Regions from separate parts of the Sus scrofa genome. Here all the other regions are linked to region 4. A link is a contact called in public HiChIP or PLAC-seq data. All regions are on one chromosome and are shown on one strand. Each heading gives the region's core, a stretch centred on a gene start, on an enhancer-like site or on the middle of the called end of the contact. The rest is flanking DNA. Distances are from core to core; before and after follow the strand shown.

Evidence for each region. HiChIP or PLAC-seq counts read pairs in DNA pulled down with a chosen protein or histone mark.
Region 1: a contact with region 4 is called in an H3K27ac HiChIP or PLAC-seq map of alveolar macrophages. The contact joins two enhancer-like sites. A contact is called at or near these places in 2 of 47 Hi-C or Micro-C datasets (fibroblasts and mesenchymal stem cells) and 1 of 2 datasets of contacts at active chromatin or transcription factors (alveolar macrophages).
Region 2: an H3K27ac HiChIP or PLAC-seq map of alveolar macrophages shows a contact between it and region 4. The contact joins two enhancer-like sites. A contact is called at or near these places in 3 of 47 Hi-C or Micro-C datasets (fibroblasts, liver and skeletal muscle) and 2 of 2 datasets of contacts at active chromatin or transcription factors (alveolar macrophages and skeletal muscle).
Region 3: an H3K27ac HiChIP or PLAC-seq map of alveolar macrophages shows a contact between it and region 4. The contact joins two enhancer-like sites. A contact is called at or near these places in 2 of 47 Hi-C or Micro-C datasets (liver and skeletal muscle) and 2 of 2 datasets of contacts at active chromatin or transcription factors (alveolar macrophages and skeletal muscle).

What each region holds. Positions count from the first base shown.
Region 1 is chr7:92,213,080-92,219,640 of Sscrofa11.1, forward strand. All of the region lies in intron 11 of RAD51B (DNA repair protein RAD51 homolog 2), which reads left to right. Among named protein-coding and RNA genes, the nearest start is that of ZFP36L1, 280 kb to the right of the region's middle. Within about 2 kb of position 2,467, at least 13 of the 83 cell types and tissues checked have an H3K27ac peak or open chromatin away from gene starts, as enhancers often do. A contact at or near this core is called in alveolar macrophages, where this site is marked.
Region 2 is chr7:92,230,933-92,237,768 of Sscrofa11.1, forward strand. All of the region lies in intron 11 of RAD51B (DNA repair protein RAD51 homolog 2), which reads left to right. Among named protein-coding and RNA genes, the nearest start is that of ZFP36L1, 260 kb to the right of the region's middle. Within about 2 kb of position 1,744, at least 25 of the 83 cell types and tissues checked have an H3K27ac peak or open chromatin away from gene starts, as enhancers often do. A contact at or near this core is called in alveolar macrophages, liver and skeletal muscle, where this site is marked.
Region 3 is chr7:92,374,219-92,380,870 of Sscrofa11.1, forward strand. No RefSeq gene overlaps it. Among named protein-coding and RNA genes, the nearest start is that of ZFP36L1, 120 kb to the right of the region's middle. Within about 2 kb of position 4,658, at least 44 of the 83 cell types and tissues checked have an H3K27ac peak or open chromatin away from gene starts, as enhancers often do. A contact at or near this core is called in alveolar macrophages, liver and skeletal muscle, where this site is marked.
Region 4 is chr7:91,944,351-91,951,453 of Sscrofa11.1, forward strand. All of the region lies in intron 8 of RAD51B (DNA repair protein RAD51 homolog 2), which reads left to right. Among named protein-coding and RNA genes, the nearest start is that of RAD51B, 360 kb to the left of the region's middle. Within about 2 kb of position 2,146, at least 42 of the 83 cell types and tissues checked have an H3K27ac peak or open chromatin away from gene starts, as enhancers often do. A contact at or near this core is called in alveolar macrophages, liver and skeletal muscle, where this site is marked.

The sequences.
Region 1 (6,561 bases), core at 1,217-3,716, 270 kb after region 4:
CCTGCTACGTTCAATTGCAGAAGAAACAGAGCTAGAAGGAACTGCCCCTAAGCTCATGGAGGGTGAGGAAGAAGTTGCTTGAGCGATGGTATGACTATAAAGCAACGAGAAGAGGAAGGAGGAGGAGGAGAAAAAGGAGGAAGAGGAAGAGAAGGGGGAGGGGGAGGAGGAGGAAGAAGAGGGAGAGGAGGGAGGGAGAAGATGAGAAGGAGGAAGAAGAGGCAGAGCGGGAGAAGGAGGAAGGGGAGGGGGAGGAGGAGGAAAAGCAGCAGCAAAGAGGAGAAGGAGGAGCGCGGGGGAGGAGGAGATTTTCAATCTGATGAAGACCCCAAAGCCTTTGTTTATGTGGTTGTATCCGTTGGTAGATCCTGGGGTAGCCAGCCTCCAGAATAGCCCCCATGGATCCTTATCTCCCAGCATGTATGCCCATTGTGTCCTGAATCAGGGCTGGTCTACGTGCCAACAGAAAATGGCACAAGTAAGGATGTGTGAATTCAGAGGCTGGGCCATGAAAGGGACTACGGGCTTCTACTTGGTCTCTTCTATTGTTTCCTCTGGAGGAAACGAATCACCATATTCTGAGTACCCTGGGCGAGACTATGTGAAGAGGAGCGAAGGCCCTTCTCAAGAGCCAGCCACAAGTCGCAAGGCTTGTGAGTGAGCAACCTTGAAAGCAGGTCCTCCAGCCCTCGTCAAGCCTCATGGCCCAAATCTCTCAAGAGACCCTGAGCCAGAAAAGCCCAGCCAAGCCACTCCTGGATTCCTAAATCCGCAGCAACTCTGAGGGGTGACAAGGGATCGCTGTTGCTTTAACCCACAAGGCTTTGGGATATTTTGCTCTGCGGTGATAGATATTTAAATCATCTACCAGGGCAAAAATTAAAACAGAAGAGAGGTCTCTTGTGACACAGTGGGTTAAGGATCGGGCGTTGTCATTGCAAGGGCCCAGGTTGCTGCTATTCAATCCCTCGCCTGCGAACTTCCACATGTTGTAGGCACAGCCAAAAAAAAAAAAAGAAAAAAATCCCAGAAAAATATTTAATATTTCTTTCTTAATCCATTTAACATATGTTTATATGAATCAATTCACATGAATTCATAAAAACTGATAAGTTGATAGATTTGTTCAAAAATTTGAAATAACACAATCTTCCTGTAAAAATAATTGTTTCCCACAATAAAATAGGACAAAACTTAATGAGAAGAATGACAGTGTTTTACATTTTTGCAAATCTCTTTAATGTCTGACTTAATAGAAAACAGCTGGATTCTCATATCTGCTTCTGCGTTCAATCAGCTGTGATAATATTGTTTGGGTTGAAGTTTATAAAGGAAACCCAGCCTCGCATAGATATGTAGCTGGAAAAGGGAGGAATATTTTTAATAGCCTTTTCAGATAATTGTGGATAGTCTTCTTTGACACTATACCAGAGCCCGACAAATGGCAGTTTATTAAGGGTTACTTGCAGTATGGAATCTGAAACTATGTCAATGAACTCTTTGTGCTCAGTTACATTAAAATCTGTTTGGTCTGTCTTGCGCTTTGAATGGCTCTTTTGCCCGTGCATGATTTTGTAATACTCTGCATGGTCATTTGGAAAATATTGCTTCACTAAGTTAATGCAGATCTGAATTTCATCTCTTTCCTGATGAAAACTAAAAATTCACATTTGTTAATATCACCACTGATCTCATCAGAAACATCTCCAAGTACAGAAAGGGTGGCAGATACAAGTTTTCATAAACTCTCGTTTTTGCTTGAAAGCCTCTATTTTGGCAACAAGCACGGTCAATTATCTTTCTCGAAGTGACAAATTCAAATGGTTCATTTAGGGGAAAACAGCTGTCAAATAACCAAGTCCTCATAACCGTGGCGATTTTGTCCTTTCGAGTAAACATGGTGTTTCATAAAAGTGCTAGTTCAGCTCGCAACTCACTCTCACAAATGCTTTTTCTCCAAACAACTGTTGTACTTCAGGATCCACCAGAGTGCTTTCTTAATGCTTACTTTCCAATTAACCACACACATTTAGTAAAAAGATGTCGCACTTTGGGCAAGATTTCATGAAATTCATAATTTTTACTCTTTCAGCTTGGGCAGGCTTAACTGATTGCCTTTTTTTGTTGTTGTTTTTTATTCATTTGTTTTTTGGTCCCATGACCTCATGGCAGTGAAGAATATGACCAGCAGTATGGTGTCTGGCACGAGCAATTTTGCCCAAATGTCAACATGGTGAAGAAGGCAAATAACATCTTGGAGTTATGATGAAAGTAGTTTGGACCTTGCAGCTATCTTCTCAGGGTCTTGGGGTCCATAAACCTCACTTTAAATACCCATTCCTTTAGGGAAATGGGTGCTGTTGCATCGCTTCTAGCATTTGGCGTGAATGTGCTACACACTCACCCTAAGACATGCGTGTGCCAGGTCTTTGAGTCAGACTGTCATGGCTGCCGGCTATTGCATCAGCTAGAAACAGTGGCTTATTAGACACTGGCTTATTCTCGTGGATGGATCAGATATAGGATGAGTTCTTTATAGAAGGAAGTTAGGGTCTTTTATGCTTCTCTTTGCCCCACTTGTGAAAGAATGTGAATGTGGGAGGAAGCCAGGCTCTGAGAAATTACTTGGACAATTAGGGTTGAACAATTCAGGAGGAATGAGGAAGCTAACTCTTGTGCCTTTTGCTTTGTACTGCTTTTCTTCGCTCCTTTTCGTCCAATGAGCAGTGAAAGCTCAGTGGACCTCGGAAGGCATCCTTTTCAGAGCAGAGGGGTCCTTCGAGCTCCAAGCTTGAAGTGGGTAGGGTCTCACCCACACCAGTGGTACCGCCATCAGGATGAGAGACTCAGCAGGCTGCATTTGTCCCAATGGTCACAGCATCCACAAGGATTTTATCCCTGTGGGAGAGCCGGCAGCCTTGCCTCTCCTGAGGCCCCTCAGCATTCCTGCAGTGGACTCTGAGCAAGACAGGAGGGACGGGGTTATTTTTCAGCCTATTTCAGTTTAGCTTTTTTCTGCCGACATACTGAAGGGGTTTGACCTGACACCTGACTGGGCTTGCTTGGTTCTTTGGTGAGTGATTGGCTCTTTGGTTCCGTCTGTGATCACGGCCCCAGTCTATGGGCGAGAAACAACAAGCAGTTGTGTGCAGAGCCCTGGGAACTGGAGACCTCACCACATCTGTTCGCCTAGTCGGGGGTGGGAGGAAATCACCAAAACCTTCCAACGTGGGGCCGGAGCCTGGAGACAAAGGGGACGCCTGAAGCCGCTGGCGACCCTGGGTCATATGACCACCCCATGGTTCTCTTCCAAGCCCCTTTCATCCCCTCAGGTCCCCAACACTCAGCCTTTTCATCATCCTGCAGGTCAGCAGGATCGAGTTCATGCACGTCGACAAGAAAGCTTATCAAACGGAGGCAGAGGCAGGTGTTTGCAAACCGCCTCCCTGCTGAAAGCTGGGTTGAACAAGGTTGACAGTGTGGCAGAGGCCAACGTCCCACACGAACAGTATTTTCTTTCCTGGAGCTCTCGCCCTATCCTCTCTTCTGCTTTGGAACCCCTAGAGGTCTCTGGGAACCAGCCTCTGAAACAAACTATTCAAAGCACTGAGGATTTAGGGGGAAACAAACAAACAACTCAACTAAGGGATGTGACATTGCCGGCTGAACAGTGGCCTTTCTATGCCAGAGCCCGGGACCCACCATGCAGAGGCATCCAGAGGCTCCCATCCAGTGGCCTGCTAAGCCAGTTCCTGTGCCGTGGTAAGGACTGATTGCAGACACCTTTTCCCATCTTCAAGATCAAGATGTCGTGTTGGTAGCTTGACCCGACCATGATGGGGCTATTTACATCACAGAAATCAGCATGCTACCAACCAGGCTTTCTCCCCTCTAAAACTAGTTGTTAAACATTTACCAGCATGCCAGTGTCTTCACTGGAGACACCCTTGTTCCAAGTATGATTTTCAGACCAGTTATATCTGAACTTCCTAGGGGAGGGGGGGGGGGAAAGAGGGGGTGGTAAAGGTGGTGTTATTTCAAATGCAGATTTCCACGCCAGCCTGAACTAACTGAGTCAGAGTCTCTGGGATGGGGGGGAAAAATGCATTTTTAGCAGGGTTACAAATAAATTTGCTCAAGTTTGAGACTTGAGGCCTAGGGAGTGGGAGAGAAGAAGGGGCTGTACATCTGGCTTTTGGCATCTGGAAGGAACAGCTGGCCTCCGTCCCAGTTGGCCTGAGCATGGACAGCTGTTTTCCCTTGAGATATAAACTTCATGACAGGAAAAGGAGGTGGGAACGCTGGGGTCCCATCCACCCACTGACAACATGATTGGTTCTTCCTTGGCTCTCAGGATGTTCTCCACTTTCTAACCCCGAGACTTTGACTCCAGACAACGTGAGCAAAAGCCCAGACACATGCATTAACATGAAGAAAGCCACCGCCATTCATACCATCAATAGGGACTTAGGAGCCAGGCAGGGCCCACGATCAGTTTCTATATTAGATTGCCCAGGACAGCATTTATCTTTCAGATTTGTACAGGCATTAGCAGGAGCTTTCACAACCAGATATGATTTATGAAACAAGGACCTTGTTTACTTTAGCCTATTGGGCCTGGAAGAGAAGGGCCTTTAAAGCAGAATGAAAAAGAGAAGAAGAGAAATCTTTCTTTCCTCAGATATGAAACAGAAAGATTACAGAGGGCCCAACTCTGCTTTTGACTTGTTTTGCATCAACTGCAGGGAGTCGTTCAGATTAATTTTTCCTGAGAATTTGACTGCATTTTCTAACAGTCCTGGGAGGTAGGTATTGATGAGAAAGCAAAGATGAGACCAGGTCACATGAAAACAGAGCTGGATTAATGGAAGAGCTGGAGTTTGGACTCCAGTTCTGATGACCAAAAAAACCCATGCATTTTTCTCCCAAGCACAGGGCAGTATTTCTTCTGCATGTGGTTGGAGCCCAGAGGAGTCCTTAATAGGCCATTGTGACTTAATAGGGACAGTGACACTGGACACCTAAGCTCAAAGTAACGTGAATTCCTAAACCATCAGAGCTCCTTATATCCTGATGCAAATTTGGAAACATAATCCATAGTCACATGTAAAACTTTCAAGATTGCAAGCTATTAAATTAGAAACTATTAGATTATTGGCTATTAGATTAACCACTGGAATGGATAATTGAGAGTTGACCATATGGATGAATATAATTTGAGCGCTCCCTATATGAGACATTTAGACTTGCAGCAATTTGTCAAGTTCATGATCAGGGCCTACATATTTCCTCTAACTGTTCAGGGTTTTTTTTGAACATGAAACTTTATCATGTGGGAGGAGGAAGTGGCTACATGGCCTACTTTAGGAAAACAAGATGTAATCTCAAGTATTTTTTGCCAGGTTTCATGGCTTTCTTACACCTAGACACGCTCTTCCTGACCCAAGGCCTCATCTCCACTTTGAAATCATTCATTCATTCAGCAACTGTCTAGTAAGGACCTGCTGTGTGTCAGGCACTAGGCTGGGTGTGGGGGAAGAACAGGAAGCAGATGGCCCCTTCTCTCATCCTTGTCGGTGTAAAGTCTATTGGGAGACAGGTAGTATACACAATACAGAAATAAATATGTGATTATATATTGTCCTAAAGGCTATGAAAGAAAAGTACATGGTACAAAGAGAAAGGTCAACTGTTGTAAAGGTCATCCACAGAGAGAACATTTACACGGAAATCTTATTGATGGTTTTTTTGGTTATTTTTGGAGGTATGGGGTAAGGATAAAGGGTTGTTGAGAGTTCAGGTGGGGACACTTGAAAGGAGATGTCAAGTAGGCAACTGAATTTCTTTCCCAAATCAGGAGAGAAGTTGGCTTGGGAGTCAGCAGCACGGAAGCAGCCTGGAGTCCTCATTAGAAGGTCCCAGTGCAATCATTTAGGAATGGTGTTTAAGAGGAGAGGCAGGGTCTGGGGCCTGCACCCTGGGCTGCCAGTATGGAGCTCTCCGAGGCAGAGGAGGAGGCAGGAGTCCTGGAAGCCATTTGAAAAGGGTGGTCAGTTGCACTTTGGAGCCAATAACATGCAAAGAGCAAAACCAGAAAAGCAATTCAGCACCCGGAAAACACGTGACTCCCACCTGTTCTTGTCCCATGAGGCTGTGGGCCTGCAAATGGATCAGACGAGTGCTCTCAGACTATAAACAACTGGCTTTGTCCCAGACAGTGTTTCATGACTCTGTTGTTGTGTCTTTCTTCCCTGGTCCCAGGTTCCTTGGCCCCTCGGAGATGCTAAGTGGGTCAGTGTCAGGAAGAAAGTTAACCGGTTCACACTGATGTGTGGATGCTGTTTAACCAGCTAGTCCTCACTGAGATACACTGTTGAGAAAAGGCAAAAACTAAATCTGTCGTCTGTGGAATTTCAGGAGACCTGGCCGCCTTAGAGAGGGAAGACATTTTGAAGGGTGGGGTTGAGGGGCTGTCCCTCGGCTCCTGCTCCATCTTCCTTCCATTGTTTATGCAGCAGCTGTTTTCTTCTTCCATTTCTGAATCCCTAGAGTCTTGAAAGC
Region 2 (6,836 bases), core at 494-2,993, 290 kb after region 4:
ATTTGAGAGCTGCAGTAGTTGTAGATTTCAAACGCGATCAGTCAGCCCAGTGTATTATTTTCTTCAGTTGTTGGGTTTAATTCACTGTGGTTGCGCTAGACAAGTTTGGCAAGAAGAGAGAGGGGCAGACAAGTAGAGGACGTGTGTTGGGCAGAGTTTAGGATAATGGACCATAAAATTGATGATGGGTAAAGAGAAAAGCAAGGGTATGAGAGAAGGTGATAAATAGAACAAAACAAAGGGAAACAAAACAAAACTAAAAACAAAACAGAACAAAAACAAAAACAACAACAACAACAAAAAAAAAAAAACGAGCAAGTGATCTTATTTGATGGAGGAGAAATACTAGAAAAAGTTAACTGGAAAGAAAAAACTGGTGGTTGGATCCCATGACAAATAAAATCTAGACTTGAAAGGTTGTGATGACAAGGTCGAGGCTATGGTCATTTTAAAGTGGCTCAGGAAGGTGGAGGAACAGATCACTGAAAGTGAGAAAGCCAAGGAACTCAGAGACCAAGATTATTGCAGTCGTGAAGAACGATGACAGATACAGGAGTGAAAGGGAAAAGGGAGAGTTAGGAGCTCCAGAGTTCGCTAAAGGAGGGATGGGGAGGTTGTGGATGGGAGAAGAGTCCTATAGTCTGAGGATTCACTGTGGCTTTTACAGGATGAGGAGGAGAAAGGGAGCGGAGGTGGCAGTGAATCAAGGAAACTAGCTTCTCTAGCTTCAGGCTCTGGCATATGTGGCCAGTGAGAGAGAAAGCCTAACCCACTTTTGAGTGCCATCAGAAAAACCACATCCTCAGGGCCAAATAGGTTTCAGTGAAAGGCACCAAGATGAACAGAATGTTTAAAGGAGAAATAAGGACTTAAAGGAGTTCCAGAAAGTTTGGTGGGGTAGGTGGATATTGAGCCAGATAATCATTGGGTCAGATATTAATAATAGCACCAACATTATTTGATTGTCTCTGCCCTCGCTCCCACCCACACTAGCCTGTAAGCTTCACGAGGGCAGGCATCATTATCTATATTGTCCACTGACGTATCCCAAGGACCAGAACATCATAGCCACTCAATACATATTTGTGGAATGAATAACGGTCGCTAATATTTGTGGAGCACTAATGTGCCAGGGTGTGCTAAGTGCTTTATATGTATTATTAATATCACCCCCTTAAATAGAGCAGGACACTGGGGCACAGAGGTGTTCAACAACTTGCCTCACTAAGGACATAGGGCTGGCAAGGGGCAAAGCAGACGTTGGAACACACTCCAGCTGTAGTTTGGCCCTAGAGCCCCTGTATTGTCAACCTCTAAACTACCCCCACCTACCTGTGCTTGGCGGACATAGAGAACATTATCAAGATAAGAGCCCAGGTGATGATAAGTGACGTAAGAGCCACGAGGTTAAACGTTAAGCAATAAATCTTGCTACCGATTTCAAAAGCTAGTCTAGGGATTTGCTGCCCCTGATGTCATATCGTCTTATTCACCTCTCATGATGACCCAAGCCCTTTTTGCTGTCAGTTCCTAGTTCTTTTCATTTCCTTCCTCCATATCTTCACACACACCCCCCACCTTCCCCCGCTTATCTCCCTCCTTTGTTATTTTTAGTTCCACCTGGCAAACCCTGGGCCTTTTCCACTCGCTTTATTCAAGGGCCGGCAGTTGCATTGGAACCTAGTTTCTAAGCATGTGATATTGACACATTGATCTTACAGCAGGCTCACCAGGCTGACTCACTGTCATACTGACTCCAGCTACATACTCATTCTGGGAGTGCCCTTTGAAGTGCTGAGAGTCATCTGGCCATTTTATGCCTTGCTCATATTATGAAATGAAAAACGAAACGAACATTCCAGCAGTTTAGAAACCGACTACATGTGACAGGACAGAAGAAACCTGGGCTAGTGCCGGTGTTTGTGTGCTAAGGCTCTGCATCATATCCTTTAGCGAGATACACACTCTCTGAGGTTAAGGTATATGGAAGGTCTCCATAAATACTGGGTAAACTGGACGGGAGGTCAGGGCTTATGGTGCTTTGGTATCATTGTGTCCATGAAGCTTCTTTGGTTGTAAGCAACAGAAACACCTCTGGCTAACATAAGCCAAAGGGAGTTGAAAAGAAGGGTGTAGGGGGCCCATGGGCTTAAGGGAAGACTGGAAAACCAGTCAGAAATGGACAAGAAGCAATCCAGCTCCAGAATCTAGGAAATTTGAGAACCACAGCAGAGGTCACAAAAGTCTGGTCAGGATGTTCCATTGGGATGGGATGACATCCCTCATGTTTCCATTCTCTTGGTCCCTCTGCTCAAAACTCGTAGTCCCCTGAGGAGACATCTGATGGCCCTAACTTGGGTCACACTCGCTGATAACCAGCTCTATCCACAGACCATCCCGTGGGGAAGAGATCATCCCCCCAAAAGGAACATAGGGTGTGGTTGGCAGGGGAGATGGATCCTAGACGTTGCAAGGCAACCAACGCCTCCAGGGATGCTTCAGAAGAGGTAAAACCTTATCTCCTCGCAGGCTCTGCTTTCAGAGTCAGTCCTGGCTTGGTCTAAAGAGAAAGATATCTTTCAGTATTGGGCCAGGCATGCTTTGGCATGATTATCAATAGCAAACAATACTTTGGAAGGCACTCTGAAATTTACCAGCACATCAGTATGTCCTAGTATACCAAGTCCCCTTTGTACAATTTTGTCTCCCTCTGTGGTTTATTTTTCCTCACGTCTTTAAAAGTCCTGACTTGTCATGGATTTAGCATCTTAGGGAAATGTTTACTATGTCCTTCCTCTTTTAAAGCATCTTTTCCCTTTGCCCCTTTCTCATTGGCTTTCTTTCATTAACAACCAAGGTCCAGCGTTTCTAGAATAACTAGTATCAGAACATGTATCCCTCAAAAGAGAGCCTGCTTTAATGTTGATTAAAAGGGGCTGCTCTGGGAGTTCCCGTCATGGCTCAGTGGTTAACGAATCCGACTAGGAACCATGGGGTTGCGGGTTCGATCCCTGGCCTTGCTCAGTGGGTTAAGGATCTGGCGTGGCCGTGAGCTGTGGTCACAGACGTGGCTTGGATCCCGAGTTGCTGTGGCTGTGGTGTAGGCCGGTGGCTACAGCTCCGATTAGACCCCTAACCTGGGAACCTCCATACACCATGGGTATAGCCCTAGAAAAGGCAAAAAGGCCAAAAAAAAGGGGGGGGAGGCTGCTCTATTTTAGGGAAAGAGCCATGAATCACTGAAATCCACAGTGATTTTGGTTTGGTTTGGTTTGGTTTATTTCTACAATGGCCTTTAAGATCACTGTGATAAGAGACCCATCCTGAGGAACTGTTGGAAAGAGGGAGGACCCTCTATCCTGTCATTTCAATTCTTACTGATTTATCCCATGTCTTAGGATAAAATAGGTTTTTTAATTAATTAATTAGTTTATTTATTTATTCTTTTTACAACTGCACCTGTAGCATATGGAAGTTCCCCGGCTAGGGGTCAAATTGGAACTGCAGCTGCTGGCTACACCACAGCCACAGCAACACTGGATCTGAGCCGAATCTGTGACCTGTGCCACAGCTTGCGGCAACACCAGATCCTTAACCCACTGAGCGAGGCCAGGGATCAAACCCACATCCTCTCAGAGACAACATTGGATCCTTAACCCACTGAGCCACAACAGAAACTCCATAATGACATATTTTGAGTGAGACCTTCCTGCATTGTTCCCTTTGATGAAATGTGTGTCTGTGGCAGTTATTATTTTCTTAAACATCCTTTTTTATTTCTCCATTCAGTTGTTATTTTTTAGGTATTTTCAATTCACAATCTCGTTTTATTCCTCAACTGAGTTGCTCAGGGGGGTATTTTGTCCCCGTTTGATTCATGCAGAAACTGTTTCATGAAAAGATAATGATCTACCCAAAGTCACGTAGCTAGTTAGTCATAAAACCAGGCAAAGAATCAAGATATCTTCACTGCCGGCATTTGGTTATTTAAGTCAGGGATCTCAAACTGATGCCTATTCTGCAATTGTTTTTTTCTTTTTAGGGCTATACCTGCGGCATATGGAAGTTCCCAGGCTAAGGGTTCCCAGCTGCTGGCCTACGCCACAGCCACAGCAGTGTGGGATCTGAGTCATGTCTGTGACCTACACCACAGCTCATGGCAACGCCGGATCCTTAACCCACTGAGCGAGGCCAGGGATCGAACTCGCATCCTCATGGATACTAGTTGGTTTCATAACCCCTGAGCCACGAGTGGGAACTGCTCAGTTCTGCATTTAGATCTTGGTAAGGGGAGCCCTTTCCTTGGATCCCACACTTTAAAGGGCATCACTCTGGCCCTTGTCTAACCCTGTGAACCACAGAGAAGTGACCACCCCAAGCCCACGCTCCTCCTGCTAGACCACACTCTGGATCTCCAAGCCCATTTGGACCTGTCCCCCCAAGAGCAGACTACATCCTTGGTGTGTGCACCACTAAGCCAGAGGGACAGCCCAGGGGTGACCGTTTGAGATGCATGGGCTTGGACGTGTGGGCAGAAATGTCCATGCAGGTGTACGAAGCCCCTGGCAAGGCAGGGAAGAGCCAGGGGTAGGAAGAGAAGGGCCAGGTGCCGCTGTCCCATTTCTATACGGATCTCCACAGTGTCCCCGAATTCTGCATTCACACCTGGCTTCCGAGTAATTAGGAAGGCATGTTTTTTCATTGTAGGCAGACAGAACGAATTTTGTTTAGCAGTGAGTTTGATTTATACCTTTTCAATATTGAGACACGTGATACCGCAGGCCTCCATCTGTACTCTAGCCCCAGGCCCTGCAAGTGCTAGGGGCAGGCTTGCAGTGTGCCCAAATATTTTGTTTGGCTAGCATGCTTTAAAACAAACAAACAAACAAAAATCTTGAATTAGTTTCTAACATTAACAATTGAGAGATTTCACATAAGAATAGAGATTTCTAGTTTTTCTTCTTTTTTGTCTTTTTGTCTTTTCTAGGCTGCACCCGTGGCATATGGAGGTTCAATCAGAGCTGTAGCTGCCAGCCTATGCCAGAGCCACAGCAACTTGGGATCCGAGCTGAGTTGCCGAGTCTTCGACCTATACCACAGCTCACGGCAGTGCTGGATCCTCAACTCACTGAGCAAGGCCAGGAATCGAACCCTCAACCTCATGATTCCTAGTCAGATTCGTTAACCACTGAGCCATGACGTCATGCCGTTCGGACCCACCATGGGGGAAAGTAGCCCAGGCTGCGTCTCCACTGCCTGCTCTGATCAGGGCAGGTGTTTTCTCCTGGGCCTCAGCTCCCACCTGTCCCCCTTCACTCATTCTCATGACCTCTCTAACCCCTGGGCACATTTGAGATTGTCATCCCTGATTCAGGCCCTTCATTAAACATGTCCTTTCTCTATAAGGCCTCCATACTAATACATTTTATACATTTGGGGCCTCTTCTCTTCAACATCCCTCAAAGAAAATTGTTGTTTTGATTTGGGGCTTTGTTTTTGCTTTTTTCACTAGCTAAGTGTAATTCCCTTCGTTTCAACATGGATAGATCCTATCGTTTTGGCATCCTGTTCCCTAACTTCTGAATCTTGGGGAACCATTAAAACAACAGCTAGGAATTGCAAGAGAGCCGTCTCTGGGCAGGGATCCCCCACTATCGCCAGGCTCTGCGACTAGAAATGAAAAGGAATGGATTTTCTCACTTTGACCCTGGTAAAGGAGGGAGATTTTTGATAACTGACAAAGAGCTTTTGTTCAGATTTGCGTCAGGATAAATCCACTCACCCCGCTGCCTGGCCCCTTGCTTCTTCCAACCTCATCTTCCCTTTCTGCCCCAGAAGACCCCCCCCCCCCCGCCACCGCCCTTTCTCCCCTGTGCATCGGGGCCACAGCCCTCAGTGCCTTTGGGTCTCCAGAGCCCTATCCCACCTCCACCCCCGCCTCTCAGTCTGGAAACAGCTTTGCAAGTTAACCTCCAGGGGCATTCACTGGGCTTCCAGCGGGGTCCCCAGCCCCACAGGCTGCCAAAATAGGCTCTTTACACTCCATAGATGGGAGAGAAAAATCTGCTTGTTCGGTTGCAACTGTCAAGCAAAGGACGTGCTGAGCTCAGATAGAAATAGCAGCAGGGTCAGGGCAGGGCAAGGCCCCAGCATTTCATTAGCTGAGCCCGCTAAGGGTGATTAAATGCACACAGTGGCCCATGAATGGGGCCATGGAGGGCAGCCACACAGCGCAGCACAGAAAAATCATTCTTTGGCCGCTGTCAGCTGGCTGAATGGGACTTAATTATTGGGATAATGAGAACTGATTTTCATTGTTTTAATTTTGGGGAAGGGGTGAGAAAGGAGGGACTTTTTTTCCCCCTCATCTGGCTGAAAGGATGCTAACTATGGCCTCCAGCAGGGCCCCACATCTTCCGGGCTGCTGTTACCTAAGCCTCCTGCATTTGCTGTGTTTTATGGATGCACTAAGAAAGGATGTTAGGCTTGTCTTCTATGTCGGTACTTCCTTTAGGCCATGTACCCCTGGCAGGATGTGTTCCCAGAAGAGCATGCCTGTGCTGGCATCTGACCCCAGCAGCTGTACCGAAGCAACACAGACAGAATCCACTGGACAGATCTGTCTGTTCTCAGCCGCTTCCAAGTGCTTCCAGGTCATGAGTGAATCCCATCTTGTTCCTTTTTGTTTGTTTGTTTTTAATACAAGATCTAGAGAATTTAAACAATCTGCTGAGGTCAAACACAGGGGAAGAATTCTGAGTTCCCTGTGCTTATTTTGAGGCTTGAGGCCCAGGGGGTCCCTTACAGTCCAGGGTAGGGCTCATCAGAACTATAAC
Region 3 (6,652 bases), core at 3,408-5,907, 430 kb after region 4:
GAGACGTCTGCTTCCTATGGGGTGGGTGCTGTAGGGGACAGAGGGATAAGAGGCAGGGTCTCCTCATTTCTGCCAGTGGTGCCATGGTGGCTGAGGTCTAGAAAGGCACAGACCGCGTGGAGGGCCAGCTCCTATCACACAGACCAGCCTTGCCAATCATGGTAGCAGATATGGATTCTCTCCCATAACCAGTGAGTGAAGCAGTCTTTTATGACATCGGAATCCTAGGCTAGCTCTCTTCTGGCCCTCTCCTGCCTGACCCAGCCCCAGCTCCTAAAATTGGTTTGGCCTAAAGCCATGCAGACCACTTTTACCTAAATCTAAGAAAAATGTAAATAAATAAATAAATGTAACTAGAGAAGTAATTGTGTTAGCCAAGAGTCCAATGCCAGGGTTCCCTGGTGCATCACCTGGTTAAGGACCTGGCATTGTCAGTGCTGTGGCTCAGGTCATTGCTATGGCATGGGGTTGATCCCTGGCTTGGGAACTTCTGTGTGTCATGAGTGTAGCCCAAAAAAGTCCTATACTGCATTTCAGAATCACATGTAAATCATTGTAAATATCCTGGGGTGAGGGAGAAGAAGCTGTCTCCAAAGTACGGAGTCTTTCACTTCCTATTATCTCTTTTAAACAAACCCCTGCTGCAGACTTGTGAACATCCTCATTTTGTAAGGTAAAAGCAAAAAACAAGACTGAGAAAGGTAAACTGACTTTACTGAAGTTCCATAAATGACATGGTTGGGTTTTTAACCCAGGTATGTCCATTCGACCCCAAAGTCTGTGCTATTTCTTTCTCCATCAAGCACCAGCTTAGCCATTTATGTAGAAAGAGGAACCCTAGGCCAACAACTTTACCACCCACGGCCTCAGTTTCCCATCTGTCAAATGGGTCTGATGCTGGTAGCTAACTTACCTATCTACTTCACTGTTCCGTGCCAGTGGTCACATGAGTTCATGCAGAAGAAAGGCCTTTTGAACTTGAAGGCACTGTGAATAATATGGTCTGAACCCTCATCTTGAATTTAGAAGTGATTATGGCTTTTCTACTCCCTAACCTTGGGGAGGTGCAGGGGCACAATTTCCACTGAGCCTCTCTAGTATATTTCCCACATGCCTGTTCTGATTGGCTGGTCTCCGCTGCTGGCTCTAAACCACCTCATCTGTATTTTCCTCTTCCCAGCAGTTAACATCACCACTTCCACCCTGTCCCCCAGACATGCCCCTCACTGCTGAGTTGTAAGTTTTCTACAAGGATCTCGCTTCTGGGACCCCAAAGCTGCGATCCATACGCACCTCTGTCTAGTAGTGGGATGGTCAGTGTTTAACAATCGCCTTCCCCCAGGTAGAACGGACATGAATGGTGGTTGTTGCTAATTGCATTTACAATAAGAAGTCAAGAGTAAAAACCAACAAAGATGGATTTCAGAACTTCGCCCATTTGTCAATGTCAGAAGTGACCTCTTTGCTGAATTAGATAATCGTTTTGGAATGCTGGAGGAATAGGACCTCGATTTGCTGTGTCATTCACAATGTCATTGCTACAGATACGGAACACGTTCAGGTTTCATCTGCCTTATTAGCATTTTTCTATCACTTTCTTATGTCTAGACAATCACCAAAGCCATAAATCAAGGCCCAATTTGTAGAGCGTGCCAGTTTCCATGGGGCAAGTCATCTCACCATGGCTGATTCCCAGCTACCTAATGTGATGCTGCTGAATGTGAAGCTGGGGAGAGAAGCACAGAAACACAGCCACTGTGTAGTACTCCCACCGTATTGATGTAATAGCAAATAACTCAAAAGAACAGATAATAGAAAGAGTAGTAAAGGATATGATCATTAGGATAGGATCTGTTTTTAGTATTGATTACCTGTGCTTTTAGTATCATTTCATTCAGAGTTTAAATAATTCAATTTGCCATAATGGCTGTATTGAACAAGCAGCTTGCAAAATTCCTAAAAATGTACCATCAGGAGTTCCCGTCGTGGCGCAGTGGTTAACGAATCCGACTAGGAACCATGAGGTTGCGGGTTCGATCCCTGGCCTTGCTTAGTGGGTTAAGGATCCGGTGTTGCCATGAGCTGTGGTGTAAGCCACAGAGGCGGCTCGGATTTCAAGTTGCTGTGGCTCTGGCGTAGGCCAGCGGCTCCAGCTCCGATTGGACCTCTCGCCTGGGAACCTCCATATGCTACAGGCGCGGCCCTAGAAAAGACACAAAAAAGACAAAAAAAAAAAAAATGTACCATCAGCCAAGGCAAGCCAGCTCTAGCACACCACTGTCCATTTCCTCGTCCTAATTAGCACCTACGGGCCTCACGCCGTCTGATGGCCACACCCTCTGTTAAACGGTCCACAGGAATCAAGAGAATATTCGTCGATGCTCAGCTTCTCCAAATAAGCAATGTCGACGGCTTCAGTCCAGCCGAGTGACTTAATGATCTGTTTCCTTCAATAAACTGTGATTTCTGAACTTAATTCAGATACCTGAGCATCGCTGTAAGCTGAGAGTGAGGCCCAAAGGCCTTCATGATGTAATATACTAGGTTTAAACTTGGCGAGCGGATGACATTGTGAGAAATGGATTTTCTTAGGCCGATGTTAGGAGTCTGGGGTGTTTTTTTAAGAGTTAAGCCAAGGCAAAAAATAACCCTTGCAACACATCACTTCACAGCTGGTCAGCCTGGGAGAAGCTATTCTGGGACCTCCAAGTTATGGTGCCTCCTTAAACTCCAGGCAAAGTGGAATCAGGATGTGGGGTTTCTATTCTTGTCTGTGTCGAGGACTTGCTATGAAATCTCTGGCCAGCGAGTTCCCTGGCTGGTGCCTCAGTTTACCCTCTAGTGAAATCAGGTCAACTGCCTGAGCCAAGGACATGAGACTTGAGCTTGGGGGGCGAGATGGGGGGTGAAAAAGATAAGTTGCTAGGGCTTACTGGAGGATCTGGAGGATCCATTTGAGGGGTTCTTAATCAGTGGGGAGTCTGCAAGGGGCTAAGTTTTAGATGAAAACTTCTAAGAGATGACAAGTGAGCAAGGTCTAACAGCGAGGAACAGGAAGAACAGAGAAGATAAAGGAAGAGACGAGCCTCCAAACAACATTCAGGGAAAAGGCTGTGCCAGGGGCTACAGGGACCTGTGTCTGGGTTCACTCTTCATGGGCAGAGTCCGGGCAAAGGATGAGTCAGGTACAAAAAACAAAGCGGGCAAGATGGGGTGAGTGGTGCCTGCTGATTAGGTTTGATGAGCTCATGTCTTAAGTAGAAAAGGAACGTGATCAGTTCTGCTTCTGAGCCCCGCGTGGAAGATAGCTAAGGAGTGGGCCAACCTGAAGATGGCACCATCCTGGAACACAGCCCTGAAATACTCTGTCCTGGGCCACTGTGTCAAGAACCACTCTCCCCTTCATCACATGGCACCAGAGTTCCCAGGGAACAAGGCTCTCTCCTCTGTTGAGAGCTTGAGCCGGCCCCAGAGGAAGAAGCATTAGGACTAAGCCCTGCATCTTTCTGTCCAGTTTCCCCCGTGCCTTGAACTTCTACCACCTCCCTTCCCTTGCCAGCAACCTGGAGGAGAGGAAACTCTACCCTGATTTTTTTGTTGTTGGTTTTTTTCTTTGGTTTTTTAGGGCCACACCCTCAGCATATGGAAATTCCCAGGCTAGGGATCAAATGGAAGTTGCAGCTGCCAACCTACACCACAGCCACAGCCACATGGGATCTGAGTTTTGTCTGCGACCTACACCACAGCTCACGGCAACGCCAGATCCTTAACCCACTGAGCGAGGCCAGGGATCGAACCTGCATCCTCATGGCTACTAGTCAGATTTGTTTCTGCTGAGGCCAGGGATCGAACCTGCATCCTCATGGCTACTAGTCAGATTTGTTTCTGCTGCGCCATGACGGAAACTCCCTATCCTAATTTTAACGTAGGAGCCACTGAGACTTGCATATATTAAGTGACTTCCTCCAGATCACACAAGACTCCACCCATCGCTCGGCCACCAACTTTGCATCTCATCTGCACCCACCTGTCTCCATCAATCCTAACGAGTCAGTCAGCTTTTCCCATCCCTAGGCCAGACACCTCCTCAAATAACAAACTGATTGATCTCTAGAAAAACCAAAGGCCAGTTCCAGTGGTCAAACACTGCAAGCTAGAGAGTTTCTCCCAAAAGTTCTATGGGAAGCCCAAGAATTCTGAATTCCAAAGCCAGCCAAATTTGGATTTCCTCTGTAAAGAGACCATCCGTCCCTGCAAAGAACATACCCTACCCCGTGTAGTTAGTTCCATGTTTCCTAATAACTTTTGCTTACACCACAAAATTGTCATAGATTATGGAAACACAAAAGCCTTGGAAAAGAAGAAAAAAAAAAAAAAATGTCCCGAGGCCCCTGGAAGTCATTATTCCTTCCTTTAGCAATTGCTGAGTTAAGCAGCAAAAATATGGTTTTCATCGTGCACCCCTCCCCCACCCCCCACTCTCTCTCTCTCTCTCTCTCTCTCTCTCTCTCTCACACACACACACACACACACACACACACTCAGACACACTCACATAGATGATCTGCTGGACATATGTTCACAAGAAAGCGGGCCTGTGGGGTGGGAGAAGATTCACATGTTGTGAGTCAAGAGCTTGAACATTTGAAAAGAAAAAGTGGGAGAGGGCGGGGAGTTTGCAGCCCTGGAAATGGAATATCCAGAGGATTTATTGCCTTTGAGTATCTCACGAGGCATTTTTTTTTATAAAAATCTGTAACTTATGGCTTTTTTTTTTTTTTTTTTTTTTTTTTTTTTTGTATAGGGCAGTAAACAAGAGCTCTGAAAGGGGAAGGAAGCCAGGAGAAAGCCAGCTCCATTAGTCACGCAGCTGCATATCCTGTCACAAAGGACCCCAGTTGAGTAATCGCCCAAAATATGCCTGTTATTTTTTTTTTCTGTCAGAAAAAAAATGGGGCCTGCCAAAATGTACTGTAAAAAGGAAAAAAATCTAGTCTCTCAGCCCCAGAGGGGGAAAGGAAAAGAAAGAAGAAACAGACGTGACTTCTCAGCACTTCTAACCCTTTCCCCAACTTATCTTTAAAAGAAAAAGCCCTCAGACTCTTCACAGCGATGGAGCTGGCTGGAAAAAAGCTGGCTCTTTGAGATGCTCCAGGTCTCAGAGGCCGTGCAGTTCCATGGTGCTGAGAGCTTAGAAAGAAGAGGGCCGTCGGAGAAAGAAGGAGAAGGACAGCCCCCAGCAGAGAGGAAAGAAGACAGGCCAATTGAACGAGGCCTTTGCTGGACCCAGTGAGCGAGCTCTGTCCCACAGGGAAGCTGGGCAGCCCCCTCCAGTTTCATGAGCATCGCATGGGCCCAGCCTGTGGCCGAGCACGCTTTTTCTGATGGCCTCAGCGAAACCACCATTGTCTCCAGCCTCCAACGTGCCCTAGGCTGTTTGGGCCACAGAATGGACAAGAAGAATTTGTGTGGCTGGACATCTGACTCTGGGGAAGTCTGAAGAAGAGGATCTGGAAAGGACCAGAGCTGCCTCCAGTCTCAGGAATTTCCCCGAATTGGCTTTGCAAAACCCCTCCATGCCAGGCTCCTGGTGGGGAAACTGAGGCACAGCCAACGAAGCTGTTCTGAAGCCTGGTGCAGTGGCTGCCTCTCTGCCGCACCCTCATTCCCTTGGCTCTCAGGATCAGGATGCGCAGAGCGGTCAGTCCAAACAGAGAGACTCTTGGAAAGTCGCAGCTTTCCACCTGCTCACATTCTGGTCTAGTCAGAACTGTCCACGGGGAAAGGGGTTGTCTGAACCCAGGTGATAAAAAAAAAAAAAAAAAGCAGGAGGTCTTCTCCTTAAGAAAGAGAATAGAGGCCAAAAGGGAGGAATGGGGAGTTCCCGTCGTGGCGCAGTGGTTAACGAATCCGACTAGGAACCATGAGGTTGCGGGTTCGATCCCTGCCCTTGCTCAGTGGGGTAACGATCCGGCGTTGCTGTGAGCTGTGGTGTAGGTTACAGACGCGGCTCGGATCCCGCGTTGCTGTGGCTCTGGCGTAGGCCGGTGGCTACAGCTCCGATTCAACCCCTAGCCTGGGAACCTCCATATGCCGCGGGAGCAGCCCAAGAAATAGCAACAACAACAACAGCAGCAAAAAAAAAAAAAAAAGACAAAAGACAAAAAATTAAAAAAAAAAAAAAAAAAAAAAAAAAGGGAGGAATGGGCAGAGGCACTGCTTTTGCTCTGGGCTGTCTGGAGCCTGTCTTCAGAGAAGCCAGCCTCAGCACCACAGGGCAGGGCTGGGAGAAGATCCTTTCTGGGAGCTTCTGTAGCTGCCTGAGTCCTAATCTGGCTGCTTGACTTTGGGGTCAGGGGAACTCCAACTTCACGGCCAAGTCCATCCCCATGCCACTTGCTGCAGGGAGGCCCAATTTTACCCAAAGCAAGGCCTTCCCAGCTCTTCCAGGCCTTTGAGCCCTGCCCATCCTGTCCAAGGCACAATCTCGAAGCCAGTCCTGAGCTTCATGTCCCAGCTCTGGCCTCCTGCTTCCCCGGGGACAGCTAATTGACACCTAAAGCCATCCAAAGGATGCAGTGACTTCCTGCAAAGACCTGGCTGTGAGGTGAAAGAGCAGCGTCTCCTCCCAGCTTTGCTGCTGATTTACTGT
Region 4 (7,103 bases), core at 896-3,395:
TCCTTTTGTCTCCAGCGTACTTTTAGAATTTAAACCAGTCATTAGCAAGGGGCATCACTGGTCATTGTAGTTGCCTGGAGCAACATGAATTTTAAAAAATTCTTTGTGATAAAAATCACCATCATCACTGTCGTCATCCCTTCTGGAAGGCCAAAATTAAGGCCAGTTATTAGAAGTAAACTGTCACAAGAACCTCCCGGTTAAGCGATTGTCTCACTTTTGAGTTGTGTCAATCCACAGGATTTGAGTCTTTGCGGGCTTTGATGAGAGTAACTCACTTCAAAAGGATCAGCAAGACAGAGATTTCTATTTCCATAGGCTGAGGGATTTCTAACAAGAAGCCATATTGTGGATAGTAGATTATAATAACAAAGGGGATTTTAAAATGCGGATGACACATTGACTTGGAATGTTTTCTCATCTGTATTTACTTACTCCTAAGTATGTTCCTTCGTGCGCTTTTTCTCAAGTGGATGGCCAGCTGTGGGCCACCTTTTTCTGCTCTCATGGCTCTATGCCCGCTTTCTTTCTTTCCTGAACCACTCTGCCTTCCTTCATCTAGTCTTGTGTTTTCTCTCTAAATCTTCTTTTCTCTTAACTCTATTTCATCTCTCCTTTCTTTTCCCTATTTGGTCTTACAGTTCATAGCTTTTTTTTTTTTTTTTTAAATGAAGTATAGTTGATTTACAGTGTTGTGTTCATTTCTGCTGTACAGCAGAGCTATTCAGTTACACACACACACACACACACACACACATTCTTTTAAAAATTCTTTTCCATTTCATAACTTCTATTCCTTTTCCTGAAATTCCTTTCTTTTCGCCTCCTCTAAATCAATGTTCTAGTGCCCTACTCCCAAGCTTCTTATCACTTCACGGTTAATCCCTAATGTGTTTACTGATCTGTGGGCCAAAAGGCAAAATCCCCAGGGCTCTCTCTCCATGCCAGCACGGTGAAAAGCAGCAGCTAGCATTGCTCAACAAATGCCTTGTGAACCATGACTCAAGGGATGAGAACTCTTTTGTCAGTGAAAGTTTACATGTATATGTCTGCATGTATAGCTAAGATGTATGACCGCATTCAGGCAGTTAGTTTGCTGAATGGGCAGACACTTGGAGTTTTCATTTTTCTGATAGGGAAGAGAATTAAACACCTTCGCCTAAATTTCTTTCTTAAGTTAATGGACGAGGTCCTGAGAAGTTACGTAAGGAAACCAGATGATATTAAAGAGAGAAACGGGGACAGGAGACCAGCAAGCAGTCAGGCATTAGTACATCCTGATCCTGCTGACACATTTTCGACAGCAGACACAAAGAACCTATTATGGGTGCGGTGATAGAACAGAAAGCAGAAGCAGGAAAGAGATGGCAATAAATGGGAATAAAATCCAAGCGATTGCTGTGTTTGACTGAAAGAAAGAAGAAAGAGGGAAGGGCGTACCAAACGTGGAAGGGCAAGAGAATGGAAGTAGAGACATACCAGTGGAGACAGATCAGAGATTCGAGACGCTTTTCTTGCCTCAATAAAACATTACACATTAAACAGCAAACAGGGAACATGTATTTATCCTACTCAGCCTCAGTGTCTGCAGGACTTTAAGGAATAAAAGCCCGACACTGTTAGAGTAGCATCTTTAAAAAAATGTCACTTCAGGAATCCAGTCCCCTATAAAAGATTTGGGAGAATGTGAGTCGCCCAAGTGAGAAGCAGTGGCAAGTGATACACATCTTAAGGAAAAGTGATTTCAAGTGGTATTGAGGGCTTCCCAGCTGTCAAAAAAAGAAGAGCAATAGGGTCCCATCCACCTTGCGTGCCGGGAAAGAGCAGACCCACCTAATGTTTGTCTAGTCCTGGGCCAGATGCTTTACATACCCTTCTAATTATAAGCCTCTCTGTACATAAAAGTGAAGCCAAGGGGCTGAGAATGCTACCCATTGGGAAGAAAAAGCAGAGGGAATTTGCGGAGCCAGTTCCTAAGGCTCAGGGGGAAATAACTTTGGTTTTGTCAAGTCAGAGCGAGCAGCCAAAGGCAGCAGCCATAGGAGCCTGTCTGAGGTAAATCACCCGGCGAGGTCTGTTCTGTCTTTATTGCAAGGTCAGGGACCATAGCCAGGCGGCCACATGGCTTCAACCGTGGAAATCCCCTAACTTTCCAACGGCTGCAGCCCCACAGCTCCGAGGTTTTACTCACAGAATGGCTCTCTTCCAGCTTTCAAATCTTTCCAAGTTGATTAATCATGTTCTTCTTCTGACTCATTCAGGCCTCTAGAAAATAGCTCTAGGTCCTGGAGGAGCCGTGCAGATCAAAGAGGTCAGATAAATTGGCCTGATGTTGGCCTATAGGAAAACCTAGAAGATACTGCCAAGAGCATTTAAGTATCTGTCCTCAGATGCCAGCATGCGGGCTATGGCCCTAGGCCATCAGCTCATTCATGTATTTGAAATAGGGTGGGGGGGGTGGGGGGTTCACTTGTGTTAGGAAATGGGGCTGTGAGTGGGAATTTTGATTTTTTTAATGTAAGGTTAAGTATTGTAGGCCTCTTAGTAGACAGCTTATTTTTCTATTTATTTAGATGGACTAAAGGTCAGAATAGAACCCTCTGGTGACAACGGCACCCACTCATACAGGGCTGTTATTTGTCAGGCACCATACTGGTTGTTGCCCTAAGAGACCACATTCACAGACTGAGAGGTCAGTTCTGGTTGTCTAAGCCAAGACCACTTACATTGATGACATTATTTTGTCTGGCTGATATTCCTTCTCATGAAGTTTATTTTAGAAGAAATGTTTAGTTTTAGATTCATGACGCACTTAGCTATCCTGGAAAGTCCACTTCTCTTGCTTTGGGGATGCGTTTAGTCATTCAGCTCACGGACACTTACTGCTAATTACCAGGACCTGAGTGTTCCCGTCTTTGGGAAGAAGACATCACCTCTGACGGCAGTTCAGCGTTGTGTTAGTGCTTTGTGATTGGCATGAGCGAAATACTTGGGAAAGCATGGGAGCGACAGCAAATGTTTCTGCAAAGGAAACACTGGAGTGGAAACTTCAAGAATAGGTAGAACTTTCTCAGATGGACAGAAGTGGGAGGAGCATCACCAATGGAGGGAATGGCTTGTGGGAAAGGGAACAACAGCATGCTTAGGTAGAAGACGTTTTAAAAATGGAGTTGTGGCAAAAGATGAGCTCAAGTGTGTTAAGTTGGGCTAAGAGTCTGGTGGACCTTGTGGAGCATACTAAGGCCTTCCCCTGTAAGCACGTCTGAAGTTGTAAGAAAGAATAACCTCATTTGATTGTGTTTTCAGGAAGCGAATTCTGAGGGTCGTGTGGGGTGGGAGAAAAGGGTCACAAAAAGGGACCAGCTGGAAAGTGGGAGTAGGAGGAGCAAAGGTGAGGGGCAGACTTGAGAGGCACCTTGGAAGTCAAATGGGCGGACAGTGACTGCTTGGATACAGATGTGGGTGTTTAGACGATGCCCCAGATTAGGGACTCAGAAAAAGCATGACGCTGTCGATGAGAAATTAGGAGGAAGACCAGCCTCGGGGAGTGACGAGGTTCCTTTGTGACATGCTGAGTTCAAATTAAGGTGCCAGTGAGAGGTGAGTACTTGGAGATGATTAGAAATGAAGCTGAAGAGGAAGGGGGCCAAGGACAGTAGAGAGTGTATTCTGTGTAGATTGTAGGTCAGGAATCTGTTCGTGCTATGTAGATTTTTAGGAATCTCTCCCTGGGTGTTTGGCAACCATATTGGTTGTTTCTGTGGCAGAACACACTTTGGATTATGTTATTTTCCTACACGTGACTAACTTCTTTTTTTTTTTTTTTTAAATGAGGTTGGAAGCCTCAGCCAAACACTAGCAGGACACTGACCCCTTTTAGGCCATTATCTGCATGTGCTTCTTTGGGAAGGAGTTGGGGAGTCGTTCTTGGAGGCACAGAAACACATGTTCCCACTCAGCTTTCCCTGGCTGACCTGAATTCCAAGTGACTGCTGGCCCTAGAGAGACTTGCAGACATCTACACAAAAGGAGTGTCATTTGTATGCAGCCCTGAGCTAATTGTATCAATCTGTCCCTTAAGTCTCTGAGAAGGCACACATGTTGCTTCTCCAGTTTGCACCCATTTTCAAGGACACCTGTATGACCCTTCATCACATCAGCTGACCCCTCCCCCTTTTACTCACCTGCTATTTCAATTATGTGAGCAGAGGTGCATCTGCCTCAACACTCCCTGTCCTGGGATATTGCTTCAGAAGAAGATTATTGGGGAAAACATTTCTGCTTTTGAGGCAACTCGGGGATTTAAATCTCTTCCAGCCTACAGAACACCTGGATTCAAGTATCTATTCCCTTCTGACTCTGGAAAAATGAACTGCGTCTTGAATTGAAGCTCATAAGCACATTGAAAAACCGAGCGCCTGTTTCCTCCTGCTGTTCACTGAAGCAATGAAAAAAAAATAAACCAATTCAAGTAGTCCAGAGCCAGTTTTAAGTATCACAAGATAAGAGCAGTGTACCCGGACTTAGGAGCCTGGTTTTAGTGCCATGTGCATAACTGGCTCATGCAGGCTCCTGAAGCCAACTGCCTCGCAAATGCCAGACTTCCTGTTTGTGATGATAATTATATATATATATATATATATATATATATATATATATATATATATATATGAAAAACCAGCCAGCACTTATACTCTTGTTTCACACTGCCCCTAACTTCCAGCACCTCACACCCATGAGATCTGTGCTAAATATTTGTTAACTGGTTGAATGATCCAAGTTGTGGAGGTTACTTAATATATAAAGACTTCTGAGCTCCTCAAATGCAGTCAGGCTTGCTGACAACAAAGGAGGATGCACCCGATGATCGAAGGTCACGAGAAGGCACTCATGGGCTCTGCCGGCCCGCAGACATATTTTACTTAACGCTTCCAATAATGTCATTGAGAAAATATGAATTCAGCGTCAATATGAACAAATGGAGAGATAGCATCATTAAAGAAAAAAAAAAATCCAGCTTCTGACTTCTCTTGAAAATTGGAACATCTGGCAACATTGGGCTGCCTTCTTGCAGGTTGACGGTTGATTGGACACGCATGGCTGCTACTTGCATTAGAGTGGGTGTGCCTCTTCCATTTCCGAAGGTTCCCCCGCTGCTCCCTTCATTTAAGACTTGAAGCACCTCACTCAGGTGTTTCATGCCTCTGCCTCTGAAGGCTTTTCTTTGTAGACATCTACCAGCAAATTACTTAGAGAACTTACAAATTGGCATGATATTGTGAAAACATTTTTAGCATTTTTGTTGAGATATAATTCACTCACCATGAGGTTTACCCATTTAAAGTTGTATAATGAAGTATGTTTTTGTCTTAAGATTGTGCAACTATTGCCGCTATCAAATTTTAGAACTTTTGCATTCCCCAAAGAAATTCAATACCCATTGGCAGTCACTGCCTATTCCTTCCCCTGCCCCAAGCAATCACTGATCTACTGTCTGTCTCTGTGGCTTTGCATTGGTTCTACTTTTTAGCAGTCATAAATGATGGTGCTAATGAACATTTGTATACAAGTTTTTGCAAGGGCATATATGCTTTCATTTCTCTTGCGAATCTGCATAGGAGGAGCAACGTTGGGTCTTAGGTGAAGTCTATATTTTGACTTTTTGAGGAACTGCCACATTGTTTTCTAGTGTTTTCCATGTTACATTCTACCATCCATGTTTAAGGGCCTCAGTTTCTCCACCTCTTCACCAGCACTTTTTATTGTCCATCTTATAGCCATCCCAGGTGCTGTGAGGTGGTAGTTCATTGTGGGTTTGATTTTTTTTTTAAATCTTTTTACAAAATAGGATTTATTAATTTTTACAAGGAAACGTCGCTGATAGATCATGCGAACCCTTCCTCATCACTGGAACTCTCAGCTTGGGCTCAATCCTCGTAGTCAGACCACATCACAGATGGCAGCATTTCCCTGGATTATCAGGGTCTGTGGAGCTCGCATGGATGGGTTTAGTGCCTGTGGCAAGGAGGCTCCAGAGAGAGCTCTTGCCCCTTCCACCAGGTGAGGATGCAACGAGAAAAGGATCTTCACCAGACCCTGACCACACTAGCACCTGATCTTGGACTTCCCAGCCTCCAGAACTCTGAGAAATACATTTCTGTTACAAGCCACCTAGTTGATGGACTTCATTAAAGCAGCCCTAAGGGACAAAGACACTGACTTTCCAAGGGAAGAAGCAGTGGTCCTATTCCAGATTTGGGTTCCCCCTTTCCCCAAGAAGCTGTACTTCTCCACGGTCCTTTCTCCTCCCACTCCTTTTGTTTGTTTGTTTGTTTTGTTTTTGTTTTTTGCACTAAGTCCTAGGACTCTGGTGCCTGGCTTTGGTGTGTTTTCTTTCTTCAACTCATCACTCTCTTCTTTTGTTCACTGCCTTCTCCCTTCTCCCTCTCTTTTTCACCTCCACCCACCCGTCCCATCAGCTCACCCCAGTGGTACTGACGCAGTTCTAAGACTCTGGAGCCCCCTTTGTATCATCACCAGTCCCGAGAACTTCACATGGCCTCTCTGCCCAGCGTTATCTGATATAACTGTCAGATATTTCAACAATCTCATTTCAAAGCTCCCTCTCCCATTTTGGCCTTAAACATACTGACGAGGTTTTTACTTAAGAAAATGTGGCCACCCAAGCGTCATGCAATATCTGAGTAACAAAGTGAGAGAACCTAGGTTGGATGTGAAAAGGCTTCTTTAGCCACATTGTTCTGGTCCACAACGGTTCAGTCTTTACCTGGTCCAGCTAGAAGGCCCAAGTCTGACCATGAGCACATCCGCATAGGCATGTAGAGCCAAGAAATCTTTTCTCCAAGGGTGACACTGAAATTGTCCAGGAGCCCCCAGCCCCTCTTTATCAGCAGCAGCGGTGTTTATAGGGCACCCTTATTACCCGGGGTGTTATAGCTGCAATAATAAAGACGGCCTCGGATCTTTAGCTTCCTTCATCTCAGAACAGACCCCCCTGTGTATCTTGAGAGCCACAGCACAGGCCTATTCCGTCTGTAATGAGTGGGATGACTTAAAACAGCACCTTTCACCCCAGGATCTGG